Regions from separate parts of the Triticum aestivum genome. Here region 1 is linked to region 2. A link is a contact called in public Hi-C data. All regions are on one chromosome and are shown on one strand. The core of a region is the stretch at or near the end of the contact, and the rest is flanking DNA. Distances in the headings are between cores, read along the strand shown. Region 1 holds the start of LOC123070211 (probable isoprenylcysteine alpha-carbonyl methylesterase ICMEL2). Region 2 holds the start of LOC123070205 (dual-specificity RNA methyltransferase RlmN).

Region 1 (4,016 bases), core at 767-3,266, 560 kb after region 2:
ATAACATCATAGTTTTGTCGTCTAGTGCATATATGCATGTGCACATGAGAAGAAAAGTTAAAATACCATCTTTTTATGCCCGGTATTTCCTATGAAAACAGCTTGGTAACTGTGTGTCACAGTCGTGATAACTTAAGTAGCACATGCGTGGTAAATTTTTACCCGAAAAAAACCATTAGAACATATCAACATGGGATCTAGTTTCAAAGGTTTCGTTGCGATGAATCTTTTATGTGAAGACAATTTTTCAATACGGCCGATGGTTTGAGCTACAAAACATTTTGATTTTCAATCTCCAAAAAGAATCTGCTGACATCATCTATTTCGTTTTTTCTACATGGATGTAATTAGAAGATTTTAATTAAACAAGGATTGATGAAAACACAAATAGAAAAGCATGCATGCATACATGGGAGGTCGTGTGAGGGAGATAGAAAGGATCGTCCGGATATGTCCCCTAAATTCCAAACGTTAGGATGTTAGTCATGTCCTTTAAATATTAACGTAGATCGGCGGCTGAAAATCTACGTGCCCCATTCCTGCGTGCAAAAGAGGACAAAGTTGCGGTAATGTTACCTACGTTCGCTCACTGGGAGAGGGGTGGCAGTGAACCATGTGTGATGGCAATTTTAGAAGCTGTTTGGTTCCCGGCCACAGTTTGCCAAGCCAAAATTTGGCAGCCACAGTTTGACAAGCATGTGTTTGGTTTTTTGTCACACTTTGGCTTGCCACACTTTATTGCCCCTATGGCCCACTTGTTAAAGAGACAATTTTTTTACCAACTTTTGCCAAAGTTTGGCGTCCAATTTCTTAGTCACACTTGTGTGGCTTGCCATATTTGTGTGGCTAGCCACACTTTGGCTTGGCCACACTAGTCTTCAACCAAACAGACCCTAAATTTCGATAAGAGATAAAACAGGGACAATTTTTAAATGAAAATTATTTTCAAGAAGAAACTGATATATTCTCTGAAAAGAATGCCATCCCTCACCACTTTATCAAAACTAAAACTGTCACATAATCGTTATGTGCTACCTTCATAAACGAACGTTCTAAAGTTACAAGGATCCCAAGATTATGGGTCCAGGCTTGTTGAGGAATTCGTTCGAGGAAAGTGAAGCGGCAAAATTGATCTCAGAGTAAAAGTGTTTTACAAACCAAACTGTTTTAAAAAAAAATCACATCGTTGACCCTTTTGTGCAGCGCCCGATAGTAAGACGTTGCACCCTACTGTGCAGCTCCTTACATGTAGACGCTGCACTATGACGCCTGAGTGTTAGGCGCCGCATCTATCAGACGCTGCACATTAAAGGTTAATTCGGTGAAATATTTTTAAAAACGGTTTAGTTTGTGAAATAGTTTCGTGAGATTAAATTTGTGCCTTTTGCCACGTGAAGCGTCACGTTTCCAATGAGTCGCATCAGCCGGCCAGCCGTGTCGGGAACTAGGAGCAAAGTCACTTGGGTTCTAACGCGTGGCGCGGCGACACGTAATCGCGGGCCCACCGAGCCGGACGCGGACGGCAGCGGCGTTCACCTCACAGCCGCACCCTAAAGCCAGCTACGCCTCGCTCCAGAGACCGCAAACGAAGCTCTAGAACCTGCAAAGATTCCCCTGCCTCACGCCACAATCATATACGCGGCCCTACCACGGTACACCACTCACCAATCATTTTAGCCCATACAAAAAATTGCATCATCGGGCCATTTAGGTACACACTCTCGTGTTTGTTGTCATCGTTTCATTTTTTTTCTTTCAAATTTCTAATTTTCTAATAACGGAAGAGATTTCCTTGCTGGGGCCTGAGCCTCCCCAGCGTCGTGTGCTGTGCTCGTCATCCATCATTGAGCCTTCTACGCATCCTTTTGCTGGCAAAGGACATATGCTCTGTGTGTGACCAACTGACCATAACGCACGATGAGTAGTACTCCTACCACGAGTAAATAATTTTTCGAATTTCGACAGTGTCACAGCATTCGTGTTGCTGTATCCAACTCGACTACCTTGGACACCGAAAGCCTCGTCCGGTTCCCAGTTCTCAGCCTGCAAAAGTCCGCCCACGCCGGAAGAATGGCGAAGCAAGGAGGCAAACGAGGATTTGCGGCATGTTGCTGCGCTCGCCCCGCCTCCCCCACGCGTCCCTCCACGCCACGCACTCGCGCTCGCGCTCCCCGCCCGCCTCCTCCTCCTCCTATTTAGGCGCGCCCCTCCTCCCCGCTCCATTCTTCCGCACCAACTCGAATCTCCCACTCCCAACCGCCCGGCGGACCTTCCCGAGCCTTCGCCACGCAATGGCAATGCAGTTTCCCCCCTCCGGGGACGACGCGCGCGAGGCGGACGCGCTCCTCCCGCGGAGCGACTCCGCCGGCCGCCGCCGCTCGTCGCCCGTGCAGTCCGCGTCCCCGAGGCCCCAGGGCTCGGCCGGCCCCAGGAGGCAGTCGTCCTTCCGCCACGACGTCGGCCATGCCGCCTCCGAGACCTACCTCGTCACGCGCCTCACCTTCACCCTGCTCCAGTACCTCGGGTAATCACCGAAATTCCTCGCTAGCTACTCCACTGTCTCAATCGCCACGAGGCACTCCAACTCGAGGGCGATCGCTATGATGCAACACGCACGGTAGTGGTGATGGTTTTGATGCTCCTGTAGCGACCCAAAATTTCAGTTCTACTTGGAAACTTCCTTATGCCCGGAGGTCGTTGAGATGGCTGAGTTGCCAAGGCAGCTTCATATCAATCCCTATGGAGAAGCCAACTCCACAAGGTTGTTTGATCACGCAATTGCGTGAGGGACATGGACTAGAATTAAGCTTCGGGGACCACATAACTGTTTCCCTGTCGTGCGGGCTTTGTCTTTGCATAACAAACCATTTGTTCAGAAACAAATAAAAAACCTGTATCCATCTTGATTTGAAGATCTTGGCCCTTTTCGTTGTAAAAGACGGAACAAGGAGGGGATCGCTTTTATCTGCCTTAGAATCGTGTTTCGCATCTTTGCTACTACAACAATACAGCTATTTCTGTCATAACCGTCTCCAAGAGATGCATCGGGGGGACGATCTTGCAAGCAGTTCTGCTGAAACATAAATAAGCCTGTCATGTATTCACTAGAGTAGTTGGTTGTGTGCATCCTAGCGGCGCAAAGCCAGGTTGTGTGCTCATTGTGTTTGTATCCCTTTGATGCTGCATTATGAGTCCGTACTGAAAATTGCTGGGAATATATTAAGGAAATTTATTTTGAAGTATGGCATGGGGAGGCCATGCAAATTCTTGCCCTTATTGTAGTTCAAAACTACGTCCATCTTGATAGGTTAAGATTCACTGACAATTTTCACCCTTTTTGTCAGAATGTAGTGATGAATAGAATCACTGTTGATATTTTTCTGTTCCCGTTCTAATTTTATTATTATTCAGGTTAGGTTACCGCTGGATGAGGCAGCTTCTTGCCCTTGCAGTCTATGCCATTCTACTTATGCCAGGTTTTTTGCAAGGTATATTGCAGACAGGTTACCATTTCAGGGATTGCGCTATTAGTTTTTGTTATGCACATCAAGGAGCATGTGGATGGATATTCTTTGTTATTTCTGATGTTCATGAGGTCTTCTGCTTCTTGAATGGACCCTTGGATTGTTGGCTCATTTCATTAGAATATGGTATCATCGATATCCTATAGCATTCTGAAAACATTCTTTTCTTACTGCAGTTGGATATTACTATTTCTTTTCAAGTCAGGTTCGTAGAAGTATAGTTTATGGAGAACAACCGAGAAACAGGTTAGATTTGTATATACCCAAAGATAATAGAAGACCCTGTCCCGTGGTGGCCTTTGTAACTGGTGGGGCCTGGATTATTGGGTGAGCTGATATTTTTGCAACTACGCATTCCGTTAATCCTTCACGGCGACTTCATTTGTTGACAACCTTGCTCGAAATTCAGTTACAAGGCATGGGGTGCCCTTCTTGGCAGGCGGTTGGCTGAGAGAGGAATCATAGTTGCTTGCATTGATTACAGGTGCTGCT
Region 2 (3,810 bases), core at 728-3,227:
TACACATGAATTCCGGAACTGACCACTGGAATGCTCCAGTACCAAGATGTTCCTTTTCAAACACGAAACTGCAAAGGATTAATAAGTTTGCACAGTACAGCCAATACTCACAAATGGCCCACAAAGCAAGAAAGAATTTTGGAGATACTAACCAACTGCTCAGAATACATCATTTTTCATAAATAAACATATTCTGTGACATCCAAATATCTTCTATCATGCCTTTCTTAATAGATTGCATCCATATTAAAGTATTAATGTACATAGCCTAAAACAAACCTAAATATACCTGGATCTCACACACTTCTACAGTTCTGCTACCATGCTTCCTCAAGTATTAAAATCACTGCTGAATAGAGTAACTACGAAAAGTCCGAAACAACATATATCCAGGTTCATATCGATAGGGTGTGCAGGGTAGCCAGTACTAATGCAACCCCTACCCCCAAAAAAAAAAGATTTCCCCTTTCTTTCGTCTGTAAGCTATTTTTTTCTAGGTCTTAGTTAGTAGTAATTGTTAGAACTACCAGGTTCTCACCAAGGCCTCGCTTACTGTTTTTCTCAAACACATGCACACAAGTAACTAGTATGAAGCTCTGTAGGTTTATATCAGTAGTAACAAGCTTACATTATTCTACATATGGTGCCTCTTTCTATATAGAGGTTTTAGGTCGGTGCTATAGTAACCGAACTGCTACGATAACCGACCTAGGCAGCCAGAGGCGGGTCCACCATGGGGCCTGGGTGTACAGCTCAGCTTATCTAATCTTCCTTAACTACAAGTCAACTAAGACCAAAATATCCTTAAAAAGCTGCTAATACAGGACATAAGGAATATCCTAACACATTTTACCAAACTCAAATTGACTTCTTGCTCTTCCATGCATGCATCTCTTTGGTAAAAGACAAGATTAACTCTAATAGTAATTATGTATCGTAGATGAAGCAATAGAAATCATGTTAAACACCAGTTAAGTGATAGATATAGTGATTCAAAAACTAGTACTGAACCTAAATCTTTCATGGATAACGAACTTGGTGATTTTGAACTTTTTGTGAAAATAGTCATCCGGCATGAAGTAGTTTCTGCAGTCAATTTAGCTAGCACGAACTTAATACAGTCAAAGGATATGCTTGCAGATGTTCATACTGTTGTTTTTGATGCATTGTAAATAGCAAAAGAAAACCAGATATCTCCCCACAAGGAAAATAATAGCATTAGCTATGATAGCACTTCGAAATTATGTTTCCAACAATATTTCTTGCAAAAAACCAGTTGAAGATTCTGTATCAAGGTATGCTAGAACAACTGAAGGAGGCACGTTTCAAGTAGTAAAAAACAGACTAGCAGCTATAGGTCTCAAGTTTTGAGCAAGACGTTATTCTTGGCGAAAATTGTGGTATCATTTGTCAGACTGAGCTTCAGATTTCGCACCAGGCCCCGCATTTCTCAAGTGCCGACGATAATTCACGGGAAGAAATAAAACTCAAACCTACCAGCCAGCTCGTCGTGGCAATGCGCCCAGACGTTGTTCCCGTAGAGGCATTTCCACAGCATCATGGCCTGTCCCGGTCGGAATCCTTGCGACTGCACCCATTTCTGAGGAAACCCGTGGCAAAATCAGCTCGAACACAAGGGTAGGCCAATGGCTGACAGACGAATCTACGAAACTTGAAGATTGAGAGGGGGCTCTTACCTCGAGCTCTGGGTAGTCCATCCCCTTAAGCATGACCCTGGAGCCTGGCTCGTAGCGGCCGGCGGCAGGGGGCTGTCGGAGAGCGGAGAAGAGGCGTCGCGGCGGGGTAGGGGAGAAGTGGGCGTGGAGGGAGGAGGCGCCCCACCGGAGAAGAGGCAGCGCCGCCATAGGAATTGTTGGTTTGGTATGGTTCCGCGGAGGGATTTTCCTTTGGACCCTCTTATCTGACGCTGGACACATCCTGCATTTCAAACCATCTTATGCCATATCTTTATTTTTAATGTCTGAGTTAGTTGAATAGTATTCACGGTTTATTTTTATTTCATTATTTCAAATTTTTTTATCGCTAGTTTTTTTCGTCCCCTCCTCCCACCCCATTTCGTTTCATCCTCTCACACAACGAAAAATATCTGAACAGATCAGAACTTTTCATGTTGGCGTAAGTTATTTAGTAATGTTTTTATATGAAAGAATCAATCACAATCAATCTCTAAAGATCAAGTCTAAATTAATTAGCCCTACCTTGAATGGCTCAATCACATTTATTGGGAAACAAATGACTGATTTTAAGAAAATTAATGGGTCGTCGCTCTCTGGATCAAACTCCTCCCTCGATCAACGCCGCGTGTTTTCTCTCTTCCTCCAACCTGGCTAGGGTTCCCAGCCCCATCTTCTCCGCCGCCGCCATGTAATCCTCTCCGACCTCGCCTGGAGCAGCCAGCAAGATGCCGCCGCCGTGGCCGCCTCTCTCCCTTCTCTCCTCTTTTTCCCTACCTTTCTCTCTCCTCTAAAGTCTAAACTGTGTGCAGGTCCTCTCCACAGGTGCTGCCATGGCCGTGTCATGGAGCTCGCCCCCGTGGGATGCATGCCCCTCCAATGACGCCCTGTCCAGGTCCTCTGGATCCCGATTTGAGTGTGTTATTTTGCGTCCGATCCTGATTTGGACGGCATTTTTTGAGGCACCGCGAGCGCGCTGGACGGCAAAAAGGGTTGCGTCAAGGAGCGACGCATTGTTGTAAGCCTGTAGCACACCATTGTTGCTACTCCCACCTCGATGGTCTATCTCATGGGTTGCAGATAGGATGTGATATTCTGCAGCGTGGACATCGCCTAGCAATCAGATTTGATGTTGAGAAAGATCCGGCAGGAAGATCTCATCCTGGAACCCAGGAGTGCTTGATTTGATATTGAGAATTCTACTTGCTAGGTATGTACATAGATAGCGTACGGTGTATCCAAAGCTTTGTTTAACCTGAAATTTGTTAAAGCTAATCTCAGATTTAGTAGAAGCCCACAGCGGTTGCAATATTAGAGTTATATCTAGTGTGGGCAACATTGAAAAATTGCATATATCTAATCATCGTATGTGTTATCACCTCTAAAACTGTGCAACATTACTACAAGATAAATCCACGAAGCAGTGTAATACAATTTAAAGAACTTTTAAGCCTTTTTCGAGCAATTAGTCTCCACCTTTCATGGACGGAAGGTGCTTTTGATCTTCTGATTAGTTCCTCCAGATTAGGTTTTGTTCTGCTTGTCAAAGGTTTGTATATGACTGACTTAGATTTGTTTTTCTTCATGCGCATTGTTAGAGTAATATCCATGCACTAAATTTTTTGCATTCTGGATTTCCTTCATGCAGCAGTGTACATGTTTCTTATGATGCCCGTGTGCGTTTACCTTGTCAAGAAGTTCCGCGTGAATGTCAATGCCGATGAAGACAAAGGTGCTCTGCTTCGATCCCTTCTTTTGATTTCGCAAAATGGAAAACACAAGGGTGTCTGGAAATTGAGATCGTTGGTTCACCATCAGAAGCTTCGCATGAACGTCAATGTCGATAATGACAAAGGTGCTCTGTTTCGCTCCCTTCTTCTGATTTTGCAAAATGCAAAACACCAGGGTGTCTAGAAATTGAGATCGTTGGTTCACCAGCAACACAGTCAGTATTATAAAACAGATTGCATGGATGCTTTATTTGTGTGTTCGATGTAGTCTAATTTGATATACGCGGTGATGGTATTGAATCTGCAAAGAAAATATATACTCATTTCCTAATTGCATCTTTTAATCAGGAGCCCAGGACCAACCTTTAGGCAGGAAAGAGGGACAA

What was found. A called contact is a pair of places that touch in the nucleus more often than the background predicts.
Region 1: a Hi-C map of leaf shows a contact between it and region 2, with 6 times the contacts expected there. The contact joins the promoter of LOC123070211 here to the promoter of LOC123070205 in region 2. A contact is called at or near these places in 2 of 5 Hi-C or Micro-C datasets (both in leaf).

The regions. Positions count from the first base shown.
Region 1 is chr3B:431,249,459-431,253,474 of IWGSC CS RefSeq v2.1, forward strand. It overlaps LOC123070211 (probable isoprenylcysteine alpha-carbonyl methylesterase ICMEL2), which reads left to right and starts at 2,017. Exons shown (of 11, transcript XM_044493286.1): 1 at 2,017-2,524; 2 at 3,412-3,488; 3 at 3,701-3,851; 4 at 3,934-4,008. The coding sequence starts at 2,106.
Region 2 is chr3B:430,693,610-430,697,419 of IWGSC CS RefSeq v2.1, forward strand. LOC123070205 (dual-specificity RNA methyltransferase RlmN) reads right to left here and starts at 1,978. Exons shown (of 9, transcript XR_006433536.1): 1 at 1,698-1,978; 2 at 1,498-1,600. It overlaps LOC123070206 (a long non-coding RNA gene), which reads left to right and starts at 2,121. Exons shown (of 2, transcript XR_006433546.1): 1 at 2,121-2,904; 2 at 3,346-3,810.